Linked DNA regions of Mus musculus: regions 1 and 3 are each linked to region 2. The links are chromatin contacts, called in public promoter capture Hi-C maps. All regions are on one chromosome and are shown on one strand. The core of a region is the stretch at or near the end of the contact, and the rest is flanking DNA. Distances in the headings are between cores, read along the strand shown. Region 1 holds the start of Fcrl5 (Fc receptor-like 5). Region 2 holds the start of Fcrl1 (Fc receptor-like 1). Region 3 has its middle 25 kb from the start of Cd5l.

The links. Promoter capture Hi-C pulls out the DNA fragments that hold promoters and counts their contacts.
Region 1: a contact with region 2 is called in a promoter capture Hi-C map of macrophages, with 7 read pairs. The contact joins the promoter of Fcrl5 here to the promoter of Fcrl1 in region 2. A contact is called at or near these places in 16 of 39 promoter capture datasets (the 3T3-L1 cell line, cranial neural crest, embryonic stem cells and 10 more), 3 of 484 Hi-C or Micro-C datasets (cortical neurons, embryonic stem cells and nephron progenitors), 1 of 115 datasets of contacts at active chromatin or transcription factors (embryonic stem cells) and 2 of 9 other capture datasets (adipose tissue and pancreatic islet).
Region 3: a promoter capture Hi-C map of macrophages shows a contact between it and region 2, with 7 read pairs. The contact joins the enhancer-like site here to the promoter of Fcrl1 in region 2. A contact is called at or near these places in 3 of 39 promoter capture datasets (the C10 cell line, macrophages and pre-B cells), 2 of 15 datasets of contacts at CTCF or cohesin (the NIH/3T3 cell line and large pre-B cells), 7 of 484 Hi-C or Micro-C datasets (CD4 T cells, bone marrow-derived macrophages, liver and 3 more), 5 of 115 datasets of contacts at active chromatin or transcription factors (the 230-238 cell line, CD8 T cells, bone marrow-derived macrophages and 2 more) and 4 of 9 other capture datasets (adipose tissue, bone marrow-derived macrophages, liver and 1 more).

What each region holds. Positions count from the first base shown.
Region 1 is chr3:87,433,526-87,437,366 of GRCm38.p6, forward strand. Fcrl5 (Fc receptor-like 5) reads left to right here and starts at 2,257. Exons shown (of 13, transcript NM_183222.3): 1 at 2,257-2,423. The coding sequence starts at 2,360.
Region 2 is chr3:87,374,388-87,378,011 of GRCm38.p6, forward strand. Fcrl1 (Fc receptor-like 1) reads left to right here and starts at 2,000. Exons shown (of 10, transcript NM_178165.4): 1 at 2,000-2,138. The coding sequence starts at 2,108. It overlaps Gm31940 (a long non-coding RNA gene), which reads right to left and starts at 3,216. Exons shown (of 3, transcript XR_867410.3): 1 at 2,700-3,216; 2 at 1,673-1,757.
Region 3 is chr3:87,330,570-87,334,315 of GRCm38.p6, forward strand. No RefSeq gene overlaps it. Among named protein-coding and RNA genes, the nearest start is that of Cd5l, 25 kb to the right of the region's middle. Within about 2 kb of position 1,537, at least 8 of the 459 cell types and tissues checked have an H3K27ac peak or open chromatin away from gene starts, as enhancers often do. A contact at or near this core is called in bone marrow-derived macrophages and macrophages, where this site is marked.

The DNA.
Region 1 (3,841 bases), core at 1,007-3,506, 59 kb after region 2:
ATATAAAAAGTCTGAGCTTCAGGGAGAGCTTGTTGGTGCTAGGTGGAGTGGTGACATACACATTGTAAAACACACAGGATGCATGTTCAGTACCAAGGCCAGAAGGAAGTCCCTTCATGAAACAGGGGCGACCACTGCCAGAATGCCCTATATTTATCACGTTTGTTTTGGGTTGATTTGGAGTCAGTATATCTTCAAAAACATTTTGCTGTTGCCAAAGTTCTCACAATCCCCACAACCAGTTACATGATCCTGTATGAAACTGTGGTGCAAACTCTATGCACTAAATACAAATAAACATGTCCACTTACAATACACACAAAAATTAGCTATAATGATATTATAGATATCTAGAGACAAGCTAAGAATATCCTCACCATCTTTGCAGTATACAAAGTTTATGAATGGGGTTGTAAAAATCCCTAGACATAAATGGAAGGACTGGGTGATGGTTTGTAGATGCTCAGGCCAGGGAGTGGCACTATTAGAAGGTGTGGCTTTGTTGGAGTAAGTGTGTCACTGTGGGTGTGGTGTTTAAGACTCTCATCCTTGCTGCTTGGAAGCCAGTCTTCTCCTAGCAGCCTTCAGATGAAGATGTAGAGCTCTCAACTCCTCCTGCACCACACCTGCCTGAATGCTGCCATGTTCCCACCTTGATGATAATGGACTGAACCTCTGAACCTGTAAGCCAGTCCCAATTAAACATTGTCCTTGTAAGAGTTGCCTTGGTCATGGTGTCTGTTTACAGCAGCAAAACCCTAAAACAGACTGATAAATTCTTCTATGTCAAATCTGAAATAATAATTCATAAGAAGGCAATAGCAATGACCAAGAAGAGAAGCCAGAGTAAGAAAAGATGTTTCACAAATGTGCTCAAAAAAACTTATCTTCCGAATAGAAAGAAGTACAAAACAAGATGAGAAAGGTGAGAGATTTGAACAAACACTTCACATTTTAAGAAAAGTTACCTAAGATACCATTTAAAACATGAAAAAAGTCTGCTAGGCATAGTGGTACACACCTTTAGTCCCAGCGCTTAGGAAACAAAAACAGGCAAATCTCTGTGAGTTCAAGGTTATCCTAGTCTACAGCATGAACTCCAAGTCATCCAGAGATATATAGTAATAATACCTTCTCTTTTAAAAATTAATAAACCATATAATATGAAAAGTTAGAATCTCATAATTCATTGAAATGAATAAAAAAATGTGCAAGGTGAGCACATTTCTGCTGGGGGTGGGGGCAATGAGCTCCCCTATGCTGCCTGGTGGGTTCCCATTGACTTGGTCATATCAGAAAGTCATTCAACAACACTGTCTGAACTGAACACAGTATTGCATGCTCTATAACCAGGAATCCCACCCTCAAGTGTATGCCCAGTAGAAATGTGTGCACGTATCTACAGGAGACACTCAGAATATTCACAGCCACCCCTTCTGTCTCAGCTTCCTTTTGAAATTCTCCTCCTGAGCTGTGACAGATTAATCTCCTTATCCCTGTATGTTTTCCTCAGGGCGCAGTGATATTGATGTGACATAAATACCAGAGGCATTGATAAATATGAAATTAAATATCTCTTTGGGAAGATCCAGGTCTGAGTCTAGAAAGAAACTATGGGAAAAGTTGTCTGTAAGAAAAAAAACCTATCATTTTTCATTACAGGGAATTTTGTTGACACAATGTCAGAATAGAAACTCAACTTTAAAAAATTAGATTTAAATTTAAAAGCAATCCATTCACACAGTAATTTAAAGGGGGAAACAGCAGAGAAAGACAAAATGAAATGCCTATTTCCCCCTTAATTTCTCAAACACAACTGTTGATTTTGTGCATTCTCTAGGAGAAAATGGTACCCTTAGAGTTGTTCATATACACATACATTTCATTTCTTACCTCTGCTCCATAAAGGATGCTCTGCAAATTCCAATCCACATCTCACTTTCTCTCTCCCAGCAGCTGAGATGGCATTGCCCTTTTACGTATGTGTAGCCTCACCTTACCATTAATGGTGTTACCGTAACAATCCCACAGCCATGATCACGTCTGATGCTTACATGCTCAGACAGTGCTGAATGTCAGCCATTTTTTATAGAACCATCTTCTCATAATCTCCTTAAGGTACTTTCCCCAGCAGCCAAAATGTGGTGTTGAAAGCATGTGATTATTAAACCCCAAAGTTTTCACTTTGTCTGTAGGGCAGGAAACTAATTAACAATTAAATGCGGCTACTTCTACTTCCTTTTTCTGATTCAAGTTACACTCAACTGTTTTAGAAGAGCAGTTCCCCAGATTTCTCCTTGGAGCTGTGAGTGACTACCATTGCGAGCAAGAGCAAGAGGAAAGCACTACCTGTGAGCAGATGTCTGGTTCATTCTCACCCTGTGTGGTGTTCACACAGATGTGGCTGACTCTACTGGTTGTGAGTGAGTAGATGGCTCAATATGGGGATAGAGTGGGTCGGACAGCATCTCTCTCCACTACAGGCCTGGTACTCTCTTAAGTTTTAGCTCCTCAGTTTCCCCGTGTGAGGCTGTGTTCCCCGACTTTACTGTACAGCTTAGAATTTCCTCTCCTGAGCCCAAAGAAAGTAGTCACAGGTTGAAAAAAAAATCCTTCAATGGACAGAGGAAGAAACGGTAGCAATGGCACTAGAGTTTCGCTTGCTTTCTTTTCTTTAACAAATACTTTATGAAGCACAGAAAGTAAATCACACTTGCTTGTTCAAACTCTTTTATTCAAATGAGAACTATATTTTAATCCCGTGTAGACAGGCTAGACCCTGGTCTTGTGCCTAAGATGATAGCTCCTTCTGCACATTAGCAAGAGCCATGAGCAGGACTGGGCGCCTTAAGTACAAGAGGGGAAATCAGGAAGGAGAGGTACCTACAGCAGTGGCTATGTCACTGCCCATGGATATGCATGCATTTCTGTCAGTTCATGCCTACAAAGGGTTTGCTTCTTACTAAATTTTAAATGGAATTAAATGTGGGTTCATCTATTTTAAAAAAGTTCTTAGGCCGGGCAGTGGTGGCGCATGCCTTTAATCCTAGCACTTGGGAGGCAGAGGCAGGAGGATTTCTGAGTTCGAGGCCAGCCTGGTCTACAGAGTGAGTTCCAGCACAGCCAGGGCTATACAGAGAAACCCTGTCTTGAAAAACCAAAAAACAAAAACCAACCAACCAAACAAACAAACAAACAAAAGGTTCTTAGCGCCATCTATGCACAGCATTGTATGCAATGCTGAGGACGGAGGGTTGTTTTGTGCCCACAAGGGAAAACACCAAAAAAAAAAAAAAAAAGCTCTCAGCAAAGCCAGTGCACAAGAAACAGCTGGGAAACACAATTCTAGTAAAATAAAATCCCAGTGGATGGCACAGACAGATAACCATAACCATCTACATACCAGTCAGGTGATCAGACTAAGCAACAGATAGGGCAAGGCCCATCAGAAACAGAAGCATATCCAAACTTAAGAAGTACTTAAGAAGGCAGGGGAAAGGAGGGAAGAAGAAGGGAGGGGAGGACAGGACAGGACAGGAAGGTGTTCATACAGTGTGCTGTGAGCTAAGGTTAGAGTTTGGATTCAAATCTGTGTTGTCACCTACTAGCCACTTAACAAGCTTTCTTCTTTCTTTTCTTCCTTCCTTCCTTCCTTCCTTCCTTCCTTCCTTCCTTCCTTTTTTCTTTATTGAAAATAGATTTTTTTCTTACATAATACATCCTGATTATTTCCCTCCCTCTACTCTTCCCACTTTCTCCCCACCTCCCCTACCATGTGAATCCACTCTCTTTCTGACTCTCATTAGATAACAACGGGCTTCTAAGAGATAAGAACAAAAAA
Region 2 (3,624 bases), core at 750-3,249:
ATGTTACAGGGCGGACTGAAGCCCAGACAGGGATGGGTCAGTGGTGGGCAGGACCACACCTTGACCAGGATTTCATAGATGTGCTCCTCACCTGCCCTCTACTTAAACTTTGACCTCATTTTGAATCCCTAAAAACGGACTGGGGAGGTCAGTGTTTCTCTTATCCCTCCTAATATGGGCACATTGAATTAAAGTTCTTTTTCTGCTTTTTGCTTTATATGGTTGTTTTAAGTGACTTACTGAGGGTGAGTGGCTGCAGCTGACTAGCATTTTCTAACCAGGAATGTAGCAAAGCCAGCCCATCCCCCGATCTCTGAGAGACAATGGAATAGGGACTCTCTGGCTGAACCTGGCTTCATAGGCTTGTTGAGGAAGGAAAGAGATCCTATCTCAAAGGAATAAAGAGATTGTTTTCTGGAGTGAATATGAGCAATCATGGCTCAGAAACACAGATTCAGATTCTTTCTCCAAATACCATGCTCCAACAAGGTATCAATTTCATTAACTTTTTATAGGAACAGCAAAAAAACCGTAAAGTAACACACTTTCAAATGCATCAGGTAGGCGGGTTATAGCAGAGATGGGAAGCCTGATAGAATTGTTAGCTATTTTGTTGGTGAAACATTCTATTTGTACATTCCCAAAGGATTTACATGATGGTGACAAAAGGGGTTGGTTCATGTACAAAAGCAATCAGTAGGTTGTTATTAAGAGGGATAAAGATGCCCAAGATAATTTGCCCCTGGATTTGGAACATTCCAACCTCTCCACATCACTGAAGGTCTAGTCAGTCAATCAGCATTTGAGGCACGGTTTCTTTCCAGCAATTCTCATTCACAAGGTGAAGATTGTGATCCCAGGGTGTATGCCGACCCTAGAGTGCAGACAGCAACACCAGTGTGCAGTCTGCAATCCCTGGGTACAAACTCTGACCTCAAGGTGCAGATGGAAACCCCAGAGTGCAGACTGTGACCCCAGGGTGCAGACAGCAACCTCAGAGTGCAGACCGTGATCCCAAGGTGTATGTTGTGGCCCCATGTTTAATAACACACACACACTCACTCACTCAATGTTGAGATGATGCAAATAATGTAGAACAATTACTATGATTGCATTTGTATCAGTTTACCTTTGTCAAAAATCATCTTAATATTAGATGATAAAAGATTCAAGAAATGGGAAAAATAAAATAGTTTATTCCCCTGTAATCCATAATGAGACTCACATACAAGCTTCAGGTGACAGAGAAAGGGTGATATAGATGCTAAAGGAAGCAACAGCAGGAATTGCCTACCCTTGACTGGGGTAAGGGAAGAAGGGTGTCACACAAATACAAGAGTTAGTGATGACGGTGAGCCTTTTCCAGTACACAGAGGCTAATTGGTGCATATCCAAGTCTTCCATTTTATTCCAAACTCTTCCACTCTATGACTTCCTATGACTTTTTAAAAAGTGGCTCATGTCATTTATTGGAACATTGAAATTTTAAACATGGGGAAATATCTATATGAATGGCTGGACCCTATATAAATCAGAATATACAATAGCAGCAGACACGGAACATAACCTGCGAATACTCCCTTCCATTCCTGAGTCAGACACAGAGAGACCACAATAGGAGCTTGTGAGAAAGACAGTGCATTTGATCAGATAGTTAAATAGATATCCTTACCAAAGATGGCAGTGTGTGGTGTGAAATCTGGCAGGACTCAAGCTCAGTGAGACTCTTTAAAGCCTGGATCATCTACTGGAAACCCCTGAGATACATGAATATTCATATTTTAATAATAAAGTATTAATCAAAGTTATAAAATGAAAGCCCGCATCTCCTGATACCCAAAAGCTCCAAGTCATGAAATTGAGTCATGCCATAGGAAGGAGTGTCTTCCATTCTGGGGCCTTCCTGGAGGAAGAACTGAACACTGGACAAGGTTGCTTTGTTGTATTTCTGTAAACTCGTGCTGAAGGTTAACTTCCGACCACGACTTCCTCAAACCTCAGAGAAGCTGAGGGCAGTTATCTGTGACACCTCTGTGAGTAGTCTGGTTTTGCTTTTTTTTCTTTTGGTGAGAGGCACCTTCAAGTTACCATCCCCAGCCTGGTCCTCATGCTACCTTGGCTCCTGCTACTGATCTGTGGTAAGTTAGACAACTTGGAGTGGGGTCTGGGAACGGGGATCTTAAAAAGGATAGAGAATTCGACGACTAAGTTTCTGCCTGGTGATGCTCGTGGATTCATGTAGTCTGTCTCTCTGTCTCTGTCTCGTCTCTCTTTGTGTGTGTGTCTCTGTCTTTCTGTGTGTCTCTGTCTCTCTGTCTCTGTCTCTGTCTCTCTCTCTCTCTCACACACACACACACACTCACAAAATATAGGCAACAACTTGGTCCCTCAGTTCCTTTTTCTTCTATCAACACCACTTCCTTTTATTCACATGAGAACCTTAGTGTATCACCAGCCCTCCTCATTCCCCTGTGGCCACACTCTGGTTTCTCTGGTGTCACACACCAGAATGGCAAGATTATTCCTCCATTATTAATCATTACACTTGGAAGGCTTACTCATCACTGACACGGCACAGACTCTGCAGCTCATCACCACAACATGCCGGCGGATGCTCTTTCAACTCTCTCTCCCTCCTGCACTGCCAGATGATACACTTTAACTGTGTCCAAACAATGGGACTTTAAACAAAGGCTCACCTGGCACCTTATCATCACGTGACGTGGAAACCGAATCGCAGATGTTCTTCGCATCTGTTTTCCCACTCATGCGTGGGAGCCATTGTTTCAGGTCTTCTCGTTTCTCCTCAAACTTAATCCTTTTGGGCCCCATTTTATAACTTTGATTAATAATTTATTTTAGAAGTAATAATGGCAAAAAGAAAATTCTCCATTTTTCTACTCCCATGACTACCAACTACCTGTCTGCCTTCTTCTTGCTCTGTAAATACACCTTGTCATTCATTAACCTTCTCCTCCACTCAAATGTGTCTCCATTCCAACCTGTTCCCATACATGCACAGGCATGCTGGGAGAGCTTCCCTCCTCGTTCCCGCACTGTTTCTCTTTCTCCCTTCACTCTGTGCTGGCTTGGTTCACTCTGTGCTCTGTTCACTCTGCACTGGGACAGGGTTCACTCTGCGCTAGCTTGGCAACTTCACTTTGTCTCACTTCCCTGATTCTTTCTTTAAAACAAAACAAAACAAAACAAAACAAAACAAAACAAAACAAAACAAAACAAAACAAAACAAAACAAAACAAAACAAAACACCTTCATTTTTAGTTACCTGCCTTTCTTAAGCTCTTGAAACCTTTCCCCCAGATGTCAATCAAAGCTGGGAACATTTCTATCATATCAAAGATTGCTTCAAGCTCCCAATCTTGTCCCCTGAGCTCCTCTCGCATTCTTGACCCAGGCAAGTGTTCAATCGTTTCCTTTTTTGGTGAACTCACTTTAATCAACCTTTTATCCCCACCTCTCCCCAACCTCACCCACCACTTCACCTTCGCCTCACACAGAGGTCATTTCCGGTTCCTACTCCTTATCCTCTGGGGGCAGAGCGGTGGATGATCACTCCTGCAGGGTGCTTTTAACTTGGTTTCCAGAATGCTGTTTGTCTGTTTT
Region 3 (3,746 bases), core at 287-2,786, 44 kb before region 2:
ACTCTGTTAGTCAGAGTGTGAATTAGTTCGGCCACTTTTTAAATCAGTCTGAAGTGTCCTTAAATCACTAGGAGGAAATCTTCCACATGACCCAGCCACACCACTCCCGGGCACATACTTCAAAGGATCTTTCTTAGTCAGGTTTTCTATTGCTGTGATAAAACATCATGACCAAAATCAACTTGGGGAGGAAGGGATTTATTTCATCTTACAGCTTGTAGTTCATCATCCAGAAAAGTCAGAGCAGGGTCCTAAAGCAGGAACCTGGAGGGGCGATGCTTACTGACTTGTTCCTTATCATGTGCTCAGCCTGTCTCTTTTATACTCTCCAGGACAACCCACAGTGAGCTGGGCCCTCCTACATCAGTCATTAACCTAGAAAATGTATCATGCCCACAGGCTTGCCCACAGGACAGTCTGGTGGTGACATTTTCTCAATTGAAGTTCCCTCTTCCCAAATGACTCTAGCTGTGTCAAGTTGACAAAACAGTACCAGCGGAGGGCCTATGTCCTACTATAGAGGTACATGGACTTTCTTGTTCAGTATAGCTTTCTTTATACAAGCTAGGAAGTAAAAACAGCCTAGTTGTCCACCAACTGAAGAGTGGACACTGGTATTATTGATGTCATATGCTATATAAACACAAATGAAATGCTTTATAGCTAAAAAGAAAACAAAACTATGAAATTTGTAGGAAAATGAATGGAACTGAAAAAAAATATGTTGAGCAAGGTAACCCAGCCACAGATACAAATGCTGTATCTTTTCTCTCATTAGATCCTTGCCTCAGGTCTTCTGTTTTATGTGTTTAACTTGGAGTACCTCCAGAAGCCAGGAAACTTGAGAATAGACATTGAAAAGAGGCAGTGTGTTTGGGAAGAGTGGTCTTAAGGGAGGAGGTATTATAGTACACAGGTAAAATGAGAGTCAAGAGGGGTAATATCAGATGTGGAAAGGGTCAAACAGGGAGTAAGGTAGAGAGATGGGGAGAAGAAAAAACTGTGAGGAAGGAGATATGAGAAAACTATTCAGAAATTTGCTAACAACCCAATTAAGAAACAGAAGAGACTTTTGTAGGCTTATGTTTTTCAAAATCGACTTCAATAAGAGTTCTTAAACACTTTGACCTCTCATATAACCCACTGACAAAAGATCAGGAAAGATAGGACAAAGGGGTCGTGGATCTGTTTAGAAGTAGTTCTTTGGGGGCAATTCCAATCTTCATTGTCAGCAGTCCAGTCCACTAGCAAACACCAACATGAATCAGCAGCAGTAGCTTGATCCAGAAGCCGCAAGGCTCCACCAATAGGCCCAGGTCTGCTGAAGTGGCAAGAAGCAGCCAGACCACCACCAGAAATTCTTTTGTGCATTTCTCTCTATGAAGTCATAACAAGAAAAGATGAGATAAGAAAGCAAGATAAACCAATGCAATAGTGTCATTGGTCAAGACCAGCAAAGCAAACCAGTGTCAGAGTGTAGTCCACTGTTGATGGGTTATACTTATATATACTCTTACTAAACACCACATGTTCTCTCAAACGTTCACTTCAGCAAAACACCACAAGCCCTTCACTAGACAGCTTCCAGAAAAACACTCTGTATCTGTTCTCAGCAAAACATCCTCTCATAAGACAATTTTCAGAAAAGCATCATATGACACTACTGAATCTCCAGTGAAACCAGAAATTCCCACTTTAGAGTTTGAAGTCAGACAGCAGAAAAACTAGACAGTGCTTGTTCTGTGGGTTACTAAATAAAACTACAATACCACACATGATATACTTCTTTCTCAGTTATTGGTCAGAGAGGTTTCAGAGGCTCTTAAAACAATACAAGCTATTGCTATTATTCTGGGTTACTCACTATAACTAGTTAATTAGACCCTCCTTAAGACATCACATATTTTGGATGCGGGGTTTTGTACCTTCTGATAGGCATAACTGAAGAAGTCTTAGATTCTAAGGGGGCACCAAAGACTTGTTTAGATGCACTGACATAGCATTAAACCACCTTCTAAATATTTATTCTGTAATACAAAGATTACTCTCAGCCTTTTTCAGGAAAGCCTCCCTTTATAGTGAGTGGAAAGAAATGCATGGTTATGCATGATGCTGAAAATAAAGGATGGTAACAAGCTCAGCTCTAAGCAAGGCATTCACACCATCCTCTTAAGAATCAGCTTGGAAAGAGTTTAGGAGCAGGAAGGGAGAAGAGTTGCAATATGCCATCTTTTAAGCATGACTTAGCCATGGCAATATTGAACTCATAGTTGTGTCTACTGGTACTGGTCCCACCCAAGTCGGGCCATCCCGAATCACAGGTCTGTATTGCTGTGATCTTATTGCTGATCTATTGGAAACTAACAGATTCTAGGAGAGAGAGAGAGAGAGAGAGAGAGAGAGAGAAAGAGAGAGAGAGAGAGAGAGAGAGAGAGAGAGAGAGAGAGAGAGAGAGAGAACACAAAATTTTGTGCCTACTGATGGATACATGAAGCTCTAATAGATAGTTCCAGATTCAGGATCACACAGAGAGCCCTACTTAAATTCACTGAAAAGCAAAGCAAAAGAAAAGATAATGAATATGAGAAAAGTGTCTATCAAAAAGAAAGGAGACTGACCAGAGAAGCTGTCGGAAGAGTAACAAGAATGTGTTAGACATGTGTATGGAACTGTCAAAGAAGAATATTTACTAATAAAAACCCTATAAAATGATGAAACATATCATAATTAAATGTCCAACAATTTGACACCAAATTAAGACAGCAACTCGTGTTGCATGCCATTGGTCCTGATTTATTCAAAACCAGGAAAATGGCTGATTAAAATCAGAAATAGAGACACACTATGTGGAGTCAGAATGTCATGAGAAAGGGTTAAATGGAGAGAATGAATGAGAACTTAAGGAATCGATACCAGAGATGGATCAGTCTGTAAAGTGCTTGAAAAACCTTCTAATCACACCCAGGAAAGAGACTCATGCACTTTAAACCCCAGGAGTGGGTCTGGTGGTCTGGGCTATCATGGTAGATGAGAAATACACAGGACATGGAGGCTGTGGCCTCCCCTGGGGTCACACCAAAGCCACAGCAGTTTCCTTTTCTGCAGGTACACGCAGTGAGAGGTCCAAGATGGAGGCAGACAGGAGATGGCAGCCCAAGAGAAGCCTCCACAGGAGAAAGCCTTGCTATCCTGCTGCCTAGGTGGCATCTACTGGCTGGCTGTGTCCTGCTGACCCCCAACATTTTTATGTCCCCAGTGTGCTCTTCCCAGGCTGTTCTGGACTCACTGGGACCGGCCCCTAAAATGAAGCATTACAGCTGAGAGGCAAAGAGCCAGGGCTGTGCTCAACCCACCTCCCTTCAGCCACATACCAGCCATGCAATCATGAGCAAGATGCCATAACCCTTTGTTGGCTAGAACTTGACCTGCTTTTTGCTAGCATGATCAGTTTTTCATTTCTGCATTGCATTAGGTAACAAATACTTAAGTAACTTGATCTTCATTAACCCGTACTCATGTTCCTCTTTTCAATGGGATTCAAAACTGACAGCAAAGAGGGTATCCCTATGATTCCTCAGAGAAGCAGCAAGAGGGGAGGCCAGCCACTTCCTAGTGCCAGCTGGTCCTCTGTGCCTCAAGGCTGCTTTCCTGAACATCTCTGATCCACCCTAGGCCTTGTGATGACACAAATTTCCATGACGAAAGGTCACAGGCATGACGATTTCTGACTAGCTCAGCACAATGTC